Regions from separate parts of the Gossypium hirsutum genome. Here region 1 is linked to region 2. A link is a contact called in public Hi-C data. All regions are on one chromosome and are shown on one strand. Each heading gives the region's core, a stretch centred on a gene start, on an enhancer-like site or on the middle of the called end of the contact. The rest is flanking DNA. Distances are from core to core; before and after follow the strand shown. Region 1 holds the start of LOC107902312 (transmembrane protein 208 homolog). Region 2 holds the start of LOC107918063 (50S ribosomal protein L35, chloroplastic).

Region 1 (5,803 bases), core at 86-2,585, 310 kb before region 2:
TTTTGTGCTTTGTGTATCATGATATGTTCCATGTATACAACTAGTTCTAACCTCTCTAGCATAGGCTAAAATTCGTGTCACACTCGATTCTCTTAAGGACCCGAACTCAAAGAAGAGTCAGGGAGCCGATTGTATATAAATAGAAATTTGTGGGCTGAGATATTTAGAAATATAAGTGGTTGGTTAGGAATTGTTAGATTTCAATCTTGGTTTAGATAGATTGGAACCGATTGGTTGCATAGTGGGAGACAAAATGATTAGGATTGAATGGTGGTACTAGTCTATGGAGACTGTGCCAATGGAGTATATATATAGGTGTGTGGGAACATAATTCTTCTCAATTCTATTTACCAATTTTTCTCTCTAAAGCGTCGTCTTCTTTAGTCGTTCTGAAGAAGAAAAGGATGTAACTGAAGGAAGCTCTCCATGTTGTAGCTGTCATGTGAATTAATGTTTGAGAGTAGAGAAATTGGGGAAACAATAAGCTTTCTTACCCCTCTGTACTCGTGGATTAAAGTAAGAAGTAGAGTAAAGACTCTCAAAGCTTTTGTATAATTTAAAATTCTGGATTTCTAAGGATTGATTACCTTTAGTTTAATCAATAAATGGTTGCCATGCTTAGCTACCAAGACAAATGAGACTTTGGCGTTTGGACAAGTTAAGCTGTCAAGAATAAGGAAGCAAGGTGAATTTCTATACTCCATATCTGGGGTGTTGCATGACTGGAATGAATTTGATACCTTAGCCCTTAGAGGCCGTACGGAACCATTCAAAGAGATTTACTCATTAATAAAAATTTTAACAATGGTGACACAATATCCCATGTGGCAATTCCTATAATTTTCATTAAATACATAAAAATTATTAAAAATTCAAAAAAAGTTCATAATCCTTCTTTTAAACATTATCCACATCAACAATAAAGTACATGTGCACTGCCGTTGAAATTTTAATAGTTCAATCATTCTTTAAAAAAAAAACAATTTAACTAAAAATTAAAGGTTGAGGACTAAAGTGATCTACAAAAAATTAAAGACAAAGTGATAGAAAAAGTAAACATTAGGAGCTAAATTAATTATTATGCCATTCTTTTACAATAATGAAAATAAAAAAAATCTAAGGTAAACTTTACTCAAATAATTTTTTCTTAGTTTTTCATTTAAAGATAATAATAAATTTTTTTTAAAAAAAATTGGTACAATCAAAGCTTATGTTACATTTAGAGTGAGGGAATGTTAACACAAGCGCATGAAACTGAACGTTTCTATTTTTTTTTCTAAAAAAAAATTATTTTGAAATTAAAATTCATTTATTAAAAAACATATATTTTAACCAGATTCACCGGTTGGGCCTTGACTCAAAGTTATGGGCTTCTGTGGAAAGGGATCGAAATGGAAGCTAACGTCTTCATTTCAATCTTCATCACTTACTTTCCCTTCCTCCTTATTTCTTCGACTAGCAGATCTCCGTTAGGGTTCCAGAGTCAAACTCGTTGACCAGAGAGGGTAGGAAATGGCAAATCAAGGTGCCAAGAAGCGCAAAGAAGAGAACACCCGCCACATGGCCAATCTTCGCCGCCTCATCATTGCTTGTAATGTACGCTCTCTCATCTTCTTTTATAATTATTTCCCCTAATCGTTGAAACCCTTCTTTAATCAAGTGTTCACTTGTTTGTTTTCTAATTACTTGAAAATTTTCGATTCTGATTTACTTAGATTCTCGAAGGATTTCCTTTGTAAGTATGTTTATGCTACTTTATGAATTGCAATAAGGAAATGGATAACTTAATATCTATAGATGGCATTGATTCATTTCTAATTGAATTTTAAAGTTTTTAAGCACATTTGAAGTGCACCCTTAGCTCACCAATAAATGCTTCCAATTATAGTCCAGCTGCACATCTCTGTGTATGTGTTTACTGTGGATGCATTTTTCCATGCCCGTGAAAGTGAAAATTTTCAACTTCGAAAGTTGTGGCTGGTAGCGATAACCTGGTAATGTTCGGGTGATTAACTGATCTGACATAGGAGGCATATTAAGTGCCGGCTTGGTTAGTAAACAAAGCTGATCTTACACATCATAACCATTGGAAGTTGGAACCTATTCTTAGTGTTTAGCTTGGTAGTTTCAACAAAACTACATAATATGTAGCAACAAAACTGCACTACATAGTATGCAGTGCCCATTTTATTTGAACATTGCACTTTTTTTATTTGTAGCTTCTGATGTCTTAGCTTTTCTTGACACACCACATCAAAGCTCTTGCAATTGTTGCTACTTTTTAGTTGATGTGGAAGAACAGAGTTGGGGTAGTTTTGCATTTTTAGTACTGTATATTTATATTGTCTTCATAGTTGCATTTTTTTGCTTGTTAACAATCTTATTTTATTGGATTTATGTTCCAATTTTCTATTTATGTAGGTTGTATACGTATTGGTTAGGATGCTGATCTTCCATTCCTCATTCACATGGAAACATTGGGTTGGTCTACTTTTGACCACTGTGGCTTACTTTATACCCTATCAACAACTTTCACAGATGGCAAAACCTGCTTATTCTGATGATGGAGAACTTCTTGACGGTGGATTTGATATGAGTACTGGTGGAATATGTGGGTAAGTTTTGTTCAATATTTTTTCTCTTTTTACCTTAATTTCTATTTGTGGTTTTGTTTTTAGTTTTTTATTCTATTAAAATATTAGGAGGAACTTGGTTAGAAAGACGATTCTTATTAAATTCTAAGTTCTTTGTAAATGAGGCAGTGCATGTAACGGGGGGCACGCCTCAGGCTTATCTTAGGAAGAATATTACTGTTAGTTTCCTTTGGCTTGATTTTTTTATGGGTCCTATAGTAGCCTTTGATAGCTCACATGACTAGATTTTTGGTGACTTATTAGTGTTTTATTCTCTTTTTTTTTAATGAAATTTTGTACCCATATTTAGTGTCTTCCACTTATTGTTTCCTTATTCTATTCTCTTTCTTTCTATTTTTTCTACTACTGCTGCATCAATGGTGCTGTGGATTTGGTTTTACCAGAAGTGGCTGGCAGAATGAAAGAAATATAGTTCTTAGATTGTGAATTTAGGTTTCCCTTATTCTTTTCCTATTTCTTTAACTGCTGAGTTATTTTACATGTTTATTGGAGATATTCTACTTTTCTCCCTTTAATGTGGATCTTTTTCTTGTATTTGGGTAGCTATGATTAGCTATGATATAATGTGAATCTTAATATAGAAAGACTGTATGTTTATTGTGGGGAAGAGATAGATTTCTTTTGTTGCTTATGAATAAAGTCCATGCCACCATAATCATGATGATTGTGTTTGGAATATAACTATTATTAAAAGATGAAAATCATCCTACTTGATTGAAACACTTAAAAATAAGAAGAGGGGGAAGGGATGAAGAGAACCCTTCTGTAGAGAAACAACTAGAAGTCAGATATTCTTAATTTTCTTATCTGCCAATAAAGTTCTTTTACCTATGAACTCAATGGTACGGTTTAACAGTTCAAATATTGTTGTTTATATGTTGACATTATGAATTTATCCAATATATGGTCTTAAGATCTGAATTCTGTTTTCTGCATGCATTGAATATTTCCGACTTAGAGTTGCTCACTTCTTGCAGCTATTTACATGATGTCATCTACATTACAAGTTTTGTGCAACTGATGTCCATCATCTCTGACAAGTTTTGGTATACATATTTTGTGGTAAGTTCTATTTACTTATTTTGCACATGGAAAGTTGGTCTGATACTTCCATCCTTTGATTTCTTTTGGAATGGAATAGCTTTCTTTATAGTTTCTGGAGGGATTTCGCCTATTGCTTATATGCTTTAATAGTCTTCTTTTTCAAGGAATTTGAAGAAAGAGATGTCAAAATATCTGGGAAAAAGAATAAAAGAGAGAAATGATTTCATTTAAATAGGAGAATCTAATTTTGGTAAAGGAGCTCCATTTCTGTTGTCATCCTCTGTTCATTGTTTGGTTAAGTAAATAAAGTCCATCGCAGTATAGTGGAATGGTAGTATTGTTTAAAGATCTCTAAAGCGATCAAATTTTAGCTTTCAATCATCTCCCTTCTGTCAGACTTGTGCATCAAAGGGTAGCTGTCCCATTATTAAATTTTACTGGCTCCAATTACTAGAGACATTCTTATCTAGTGAGCATGATGGTACCACCTGACCACAATGCTTTCCTTATTAGTAGAGGGATAATTTTTCATGAGTTTCTCAAGAGATGATTTTCTGTTGACAGTTTCTTCTATAATATTGATATTCATTTCTAGGATTGATATGTTTAGGTGTTTCTTTTATGATGAAAAAGTAAAGGAATTGTTATTTAGGATCTTCAGGTGATGTGAGTCTTTAAGAACTGTTTGGTAATAGAAAGCTCTATGCTAATAAAACTAAGCTGAAAAACTCGTAATTTTGTGGAATTTATTGAAACTCACTTTGGGGATGACGACGACATAACATTATGGAGTTGATGCTTTTCAGATACCGGCATTTGGAGCATACAAATCTTTTGGGTTCATTAGAGGTTTTTTATCATTAGGCTCAGAGGTATTCCACACCTTCTTATCCTTATATCATCTGAAAGGCTATATTAAAATTCATAAATTAACATTGTTTTGGTTTTTGGTTTCTTTTTATGATTGTGTTAATTAGGGAGAGGTGGAAGATGAAAAGACTCGCAAGAAAAGAGAAAAGATGGAAAAGAAGGCTTCAAGGCCAAAGTTGGTCAAGACACGGAATAGGTGAGTTTAACAGTGAAATGAATAGAGTAAGCTCTTGGCTGAAAGGAGTTCATTTGATAATTTCCGATGTTTCTTTGATATTTGAAAAGTTAAGACCACAGTTTGAGGAAAGCATGTTGTAGTGGTTAGCGTGAGCATCAAATAGTTCTTCTGTTCCTAATGGATGTGTAAAATTGAGAAGCTTCATCTAATTCCAAGCCCCTTGTACTCGGAATCATTTATTTATTTTTGGGTACTTTGGGTGACCAAATTAAAAAAAAAAAGTTGATAGTTGCCGATTAAGTCTTAGTTTGATTGATATTGGCATTGTTGCTAGTGTAGAAGGACATATTCCTATTTAAGGGTTGGGGAGAGACTATGGGTGGTTTTAGTCATTGTATCAAAAAGAGTAAATTGTATCAAAAAGAGTAAAAATGATAAAAATTTATAATAAGATTAATATTGAAAGAAAAAAATTATAATTGGATGCAATAATTGAGTGAGGTATGACCTGTGGTGTAGATTACCGTTTATGTTTTTCGTGCAATTAGCTGGCAAATTAAAGGATGCCAAGATTGCTTTAATTGATGCTTTGGAACATTAAGTTGGTTGATTGCAGCCTAGGGAAAGTGGTTGTCGAGACCATTTTTAAATTGAAAAATAGGAGTCGACTTAAAAACAAAAATGGAGTCGCCATCGATTTTTTTCGAGTTGTGATCGGATCATCTTGAGATTGATCATTTTAATAAAACATTTTGATTTATTAAAATAATGATTTTGGTTTATGAAATTCGAGAAAAAAAAGGTTTGGGAGTTGGTTGCGTATGAAGAAGGGTTAACACTCTTGTAACGTCCAAAATTAGTACTTAATTGATTAATTAATGTCTTATTGTCGAAAATTTGAAAAGATTTTAGAATATGGTCCTTTTATTTAAAAAAGAACACTTGAATAAATTAAATTGAATGCCAAGATTCTCTTATCTCAAAGGAAAAAAAATATTATACTCAGTGAGTTAGGATATAATATTTCAAACCCTCGAAAATAAGCTTGTCTTTTGAT
Region 2 (5,592 bases), core at 2,643-5,142:
TTAAAATATTCATTTTAGATATGATTATATAAAGTAAATATAAATTAATTTAGATGATATTTAAATTTAGTAATATTTATAATATATAAATTATAAATTGACTCTTGTAAATTGTTTGTAAAATGAATATATAAATCATATTTTAGATATTAAAACCATACAAAACTAAAATTATTGTAAATTAATAAAAATTTATAAGTAATTAAATAAGTGACTCAAATGTAATGTTTACTTTCTCGTGTCTTTGTTATCATTATCATCATGACGTCATGCTATTTTTTTTGTATTAAACAATATTTAAATTATAAAATAAATATAATAAAAAATTTATAGTAACTCTTTTTTTTAACTAACTCATTATTAATATTATGATATATAAAATATAAAATCTTAAATATTTTTAAGTAATTAATTAATACAAATTATTTATAAAATTTAATATATAAATCATATTTATAATTTATAAACCAACGATAGATTTATAATTTCATACTCAAACTAACTTTTGAAAAATCAAAAGTAATGGTGACTGGTGAAGTGATTCAGTCATTTGTGACTGCATATTAACATGCTTGATATCCCGAATAACCTAGGCCTCGGTATATATATCTGCTGTCCTTTGATATGTAATCAGTGGCAGATATTGGGACTAATTTTTGAGGGGTTCAGTAAAATTTAAAAAAAATGAGTTTTCTTTTTGAAAAAATTGGGGGGTTCAATTAGAATTTTTAATTTTTTTTTGAGATTAATGAGAACTTTTAAATATTTTAAGTGAGCTTAATTAAGATTTTTAAAATAAAATGAGAATTTTCAAAAGTTTACGGAAAATTTTCTAAAAATTTCAAGAAGAAAAATCATGATTTCCCAAAATTTTGAGGGGGCAAGGCCCTACAGGGCCTTTAAACTGTCCGCCTTTGGATGTAAATTAACAATTCAGATGATGTGATCTCTGTCAACAGAGAAATTTTGCATCAAATACTGTAAATTTCAATGTTTTCTTCAATGTGCATTTCCCACTTCCATTTTAGTAGGAGCAGTAAATCATGGGAAGGAACTGAAATGCAGTATGACTTTGAATTTGATGTTTGGTTTGCAGGGTTCAGAGTTGAGGCACATTCCTCAGTTGGACTTGAAGAAAGACGGGTATAACGCAATTCCAAAGTGGCCCTGGTTTGTTTTCTTGTCTGGTGCAATGGGGTGCTTGGTTTGCAGCTCGGTCTCACACCTCTTTGCTTGCCACTCCAGACGCTTTAGCCTCTTCTTCTGGCGCCTAGACTATGCAGGCATCTCTCTCATGATAGTCTGCTCCTTCTTTGCTCCCGTGTACTACGCTTTCTTCTGCCATCCGTATTCATGCTTTTTCTATCTTACTTCCATATCGGTGCTCGGAGTGCTTGCCATCATCACTCTGTTATCACCAACTCTCTCAGCATCCCGTTTCCGATCTTTTCGAGCTTCCTTGTTCCTTGCAATGGGCTTCTCAGGGGTGATCCCAGCTGCACATGCAGTTTCTTTGCACTGGGGCCATCCGCATATATTTGTATCTCTCGGTTATGAGCTCGTGATGGCGTTCCTATACGCTGCAGGCGCTGCGGTTTATACCAGCAGAATACCGGAGCGGTGGAAGCCTGGTGCATTTGATATTGCAGGGCACAGCCACCAGATCTTTCATGTGTCTGTTGTTCTCGCGGCACTTGCTCATTGTGTTGCTACCCTTGTGATTATGGATTTTCGTCGGGAATCTGCAACCTGTGCGTATTAGCATTATACTGTTAGGTAAACAATGTTTTGATGATCAGGGGGATTTCCTAGTTCTCCCAGTTTTTGGCTTATTAAATTCTATCACTTCCAACAACATTTTCCTTAACAAACTGGCATTGGTGACCTCCAAAATTATATTTGATTGCCCATTGATTTTCCATCCATAGCTTTTAGGCTAAGTTATACACTTTTATAGATGGAAATTCTAAAAACAGAAATGATGTTGTCTTATGTTACTCCTTAAAATTAAATTTACCTTGTGCTGACTTATATTTATCAAAAATTATATTTTGAGAAAACTTAGTCCAAAAACAGTACAACAAGCAAAGATGGTAATGATTCGATTTTGAGAAAATTTGAACTTGAAAAAGTTTGTGTCCAAAAATATATGAGTCTAAGTTAATTCAATCCCAAATAATTAAATCTGATACAAATTTGACCTCAAACCTGTAATGAGGTAAGTTTAAAATTGATCCAATCCTGAGCTCAAGATAGATCCGATCTCAAACTAAAAAAAAAAATTGAATTTAAAATCAAATAGACATTAATAATTAATATAAGGGTTGTCTCTTTGGCTTGAATTTATTATTCCATACACAAGCAGTAGAGTCGTCTCTTCGAGTGCCGTCTGACATATTAAAAAATAGGTGAAACATGGCTAAAAAAAATGTTAATGAAAAAAATCAAAGTGAACTTAAGGTTTTTCACCCTAAAATATTATAAATTCAAGAACAGTTAATTAAAATGCCTAATTAAACTTAGACAGAAGTTTAAAATTAACAAATTTATAAATTGAGAAAAATGGTGGGATTGAAGATATCAACTCTGACAACATTATTTTTGAGAAAAAATAGTACTAGTTTCAGGCTTTAGTGTTTTCATGCCTTAATCATTTATAGTTCAAGCACTATAGAGAGATTGATATCGAGGCCATGACATTTAATAATTCCAACTACATTAATTGAATGAGCCAAAGAACAATGTGAAAGATATTATTGAAAGTCATTTTGAGTACAAAAAATTTTAAAAATATTTTTATATTTACTTTTCAAAGTTTTAAAATTTTAAAATATTTTTTAATAATTATGACTAAAATGATAAATTTTATAATATTAAAGGCTAAATTTGATGATTTTTTTAAATTTAAAATCAAATTGATAAAATTTAAAAACATTAAAAAATTAAATATAGAGCAAACTTAATAGTTAAGTGACAATTTTTATACATTATCCATTTATATATAATATAAATATTAGATAAAAAGATAATTATAAAGTTTACAAATAAAATGTACTAAAAAAAGTTTACAAATGAAGGATAAATAAGTCGCCATAAATGAATACATCACAATAAATAAGAAAACATCAAATGCATTTGAATTTAGACAACCTTGTAGAAGTAAAAACTTTGTTTTATATTTTTATTTTTTTAAAATTATATATATTTAATTTTATAATAATATAAATAACTTGTTATTTTATAAATAAAAAACGTATAAACTTACTAAAAATACATCTAAAATGAATTTAAATATATGATTGTCCAAATTCAAATGTGTCAGGACAACAATTTATCCACGTTCATCATTGATATAAAAAAATATACTTTTCATTAATTAATATATTTTTAAAGTTTTATTTTTTTTATTTTTTTCAGTACATGGTATACTGAGGCTGTCACCATTCACCATTGGATTGAACATCAGTACTACATTAGTATAAACTAATAGTGTTAGTGTAGAGATATTAATATGGGTGATAAAATGCAAGTTCAAGTATCAACTAAACTCAAAAAAATTTAGATACCAATTAAATATTTTTGAGCAAATTTAGAGCATAAATTATATATTAACAAAAAAAAAACATCTTTTCTTTGTTTCCATTTCCAAATTTAGAACTTTAATTGAAAGTATAGAGGGAATATAAAAGTTTGTATTGATTGTTTGAAGTGATGAAGTAAGAAAATAGATTTATTTGAGATTGGTGGTTGATATCATTAATTCATTTTATTTGTATTATCATGATTTCTTTTTTCTAAACATGCTTAATTAGCTGTTAATCAAAATGTACCCAAGCTGTTAACCAAATTTTCTTATTACATATTAGGAAATAAATTCAAAAGAACTAAGGCCACAAACAAATGGCGAATATTCCGCAGCAGCATGGCAATCCATGAGGACGCAACGTCTGAGACGGCAGTTTTCTGCGGTTCTATCCTAATCTACTACTTTCCCACATACAATAATAACATCCTTAGCTTCAACACATTCATTTCATTCTTCCTCAATGGCTTCTTCTCTCAATTTAACCACTCTTTCTCTTACTTTACCCATTCCCCATCCTCATCCTCATCCCCATCCCCATCCCTTCTCATCCACTCGACTTCCTCGTGGCTCGCTCCAACTCCTCCAATTCAACAAGGTGGGCAAAGCCTTGAAACTCAGTTCCTCTCAAACCATCTCTGCTTTTCCTTCCTTTGCTTCCCAGGCCCTTCCCGCTTTCGCCCCTGCCCCCCAAACACTCCAATCCCCCACTGTCTTTGCGGCTAAAGGCTACAAAATGAAAACCCACAAGGTACTTCTCTCTTTCTTCTCTTTGCTTCCAGTGAATTTGGTTGCCATATCCAGGAAAACTTGTGCCAAAAGAATCCACATTTTTAGAATTCAGCAAATTTAAAAAATTTTATGAATAGATTTAGTTATTTGCTTTGCTTTTCTAATGGATACCATGTTGTCATATATATGGTTTATTAGGCTTCAGCAAAGCGATTCCGGGTGACAGGACGAGGGAAAATAGTAAGAAGGAGAGCTGGGAAGCAGCATTTGTTGGCTAAGAAGAACACCAAGCGTAAATTGCGCCTCTCCAAAATGGTCAGTCTTTTTTCCCCTTTTCGCCTCAGATTCTACTTTGTTATTATTATTAATAATTATTAAAATCCTTTTATCTTTTAGATAGCCTGACTGCTAATTCCTCCAAATTAATGCTGCGTTTTGGTTCTTGCATAGAAGGGATAAGCAACTGTGGGATATGGATTTGTAGCTTATACTTTTAATTTCTTAATTCCAAGCTCCTTATCATGACTGTTATCTTGTGTCAAACAAATAAAACTTAAACTGCAAGGAGTGGTTGGTGGGATGTAAGAAAGCCAATAAGACATTGCAATGAGAAAATTCGTTAAGGAAACTGAATAATTATTGTTTTTACTTTTGAAAGTCTTAGAATGAGGCTCACTTTTTTCTAAAAAAAAAAAATCTCCCAAGTTTTGGTGGATCTTCCCCTTCTTCTGGTTTCCCCAACTTGAATAGGAATTTAGTCCTGCTATTCTGTCTCTTGGCTCTAATACAGTTTACCAGTGTGGTTTGGATATGTAGATGAGCTCTGCCTTGGCATTTCAAGATTTTCAATCAGACAGGCTTCAAATTACTTTCTTTTAGTTTCTAAGTTATCCAGAGAGAGCAAATATTCCTGAAGGAATAATTGTTTTAATTGCTACCCCATTTAGGCTATATGCTGTCTGCCATCCTAGGTCCATTTTTCATCTCGTATCAAGAAAAGAGTCAAATGTCTCTTAGAGAAAATCTATATTAGAAATAATGAGCCTATGTTCTTGTTGGGGTATAGCAAAGTCAGGTTGGTCTTTAGGAGGTTTTGATGGGTGGAATCATGATTTTTTTTTTGTTACCTTAGTTTGGTGAGTATGGTAGGATTCAATGCAGATTAAACTTGTTTTTCTGATAAGTTGGCAGAGTGAAAAAGTGGTATATAATTTATCAAAGGGTATTTGAAAGTAACATGCTGCACCACCAGAAGTGAAAAGGCTTGCTTAAATGCT

Evidence for each region. A called contact is a pair of places that touch in the nucleus more often than the background predicts.
Region 1: a Hi-C map of leaf shows a contact between it and region 2, with 3 times the contacts expected there. The contact joins the promoter of LOC107902312 here to the promoter of LOC107918063 in region 2. A contact is called at or near these places in 13 of 34 Hi-C or Micro-C datasets (callus, fibers, hypocotyl and 2 more).

What each region holds. Positions count from the first base shown.
Region 1 is chrA08:46,144,334-46,150,136 of Gossypium_hirsutum_v2.1, reverse strand. It overlaps LOC107902312 (transmembrane protein 208 homolog), which reads left to right and starts at 1,335. Exons shown (of 5, transcript XM_016828522.2): 1 at 1,335-1,596; 2 at 2,422-2,615; 3 at 3,632-3,716; 4 at 4,505-4,570; 5 at 4,676-5,046. The coding sequence starts at 1,513. The coding sequence ends at 4,768.
Region 2 is chrA08:45,840,222-45,845,813 of Gossypium_hirsutum_v2.1, reverse strand. LOC107918063 (50S ribosomal protein L35, chloroplastic) reads left to right here and starts at 3,892. Exons shown (of 3, transcript XM_016847568.2): 1 at 3,892-4,334; 2 at 4,514-4,630. The coding sequence starts at 4,047. It overlaps LOC107918071 (heptahelical transmembrane protein 2), which reads left to right. Exons shown (of 4, transcript XM_016847578.2): 4 at 1,097-1,977. The coding sequence ends at 1,762.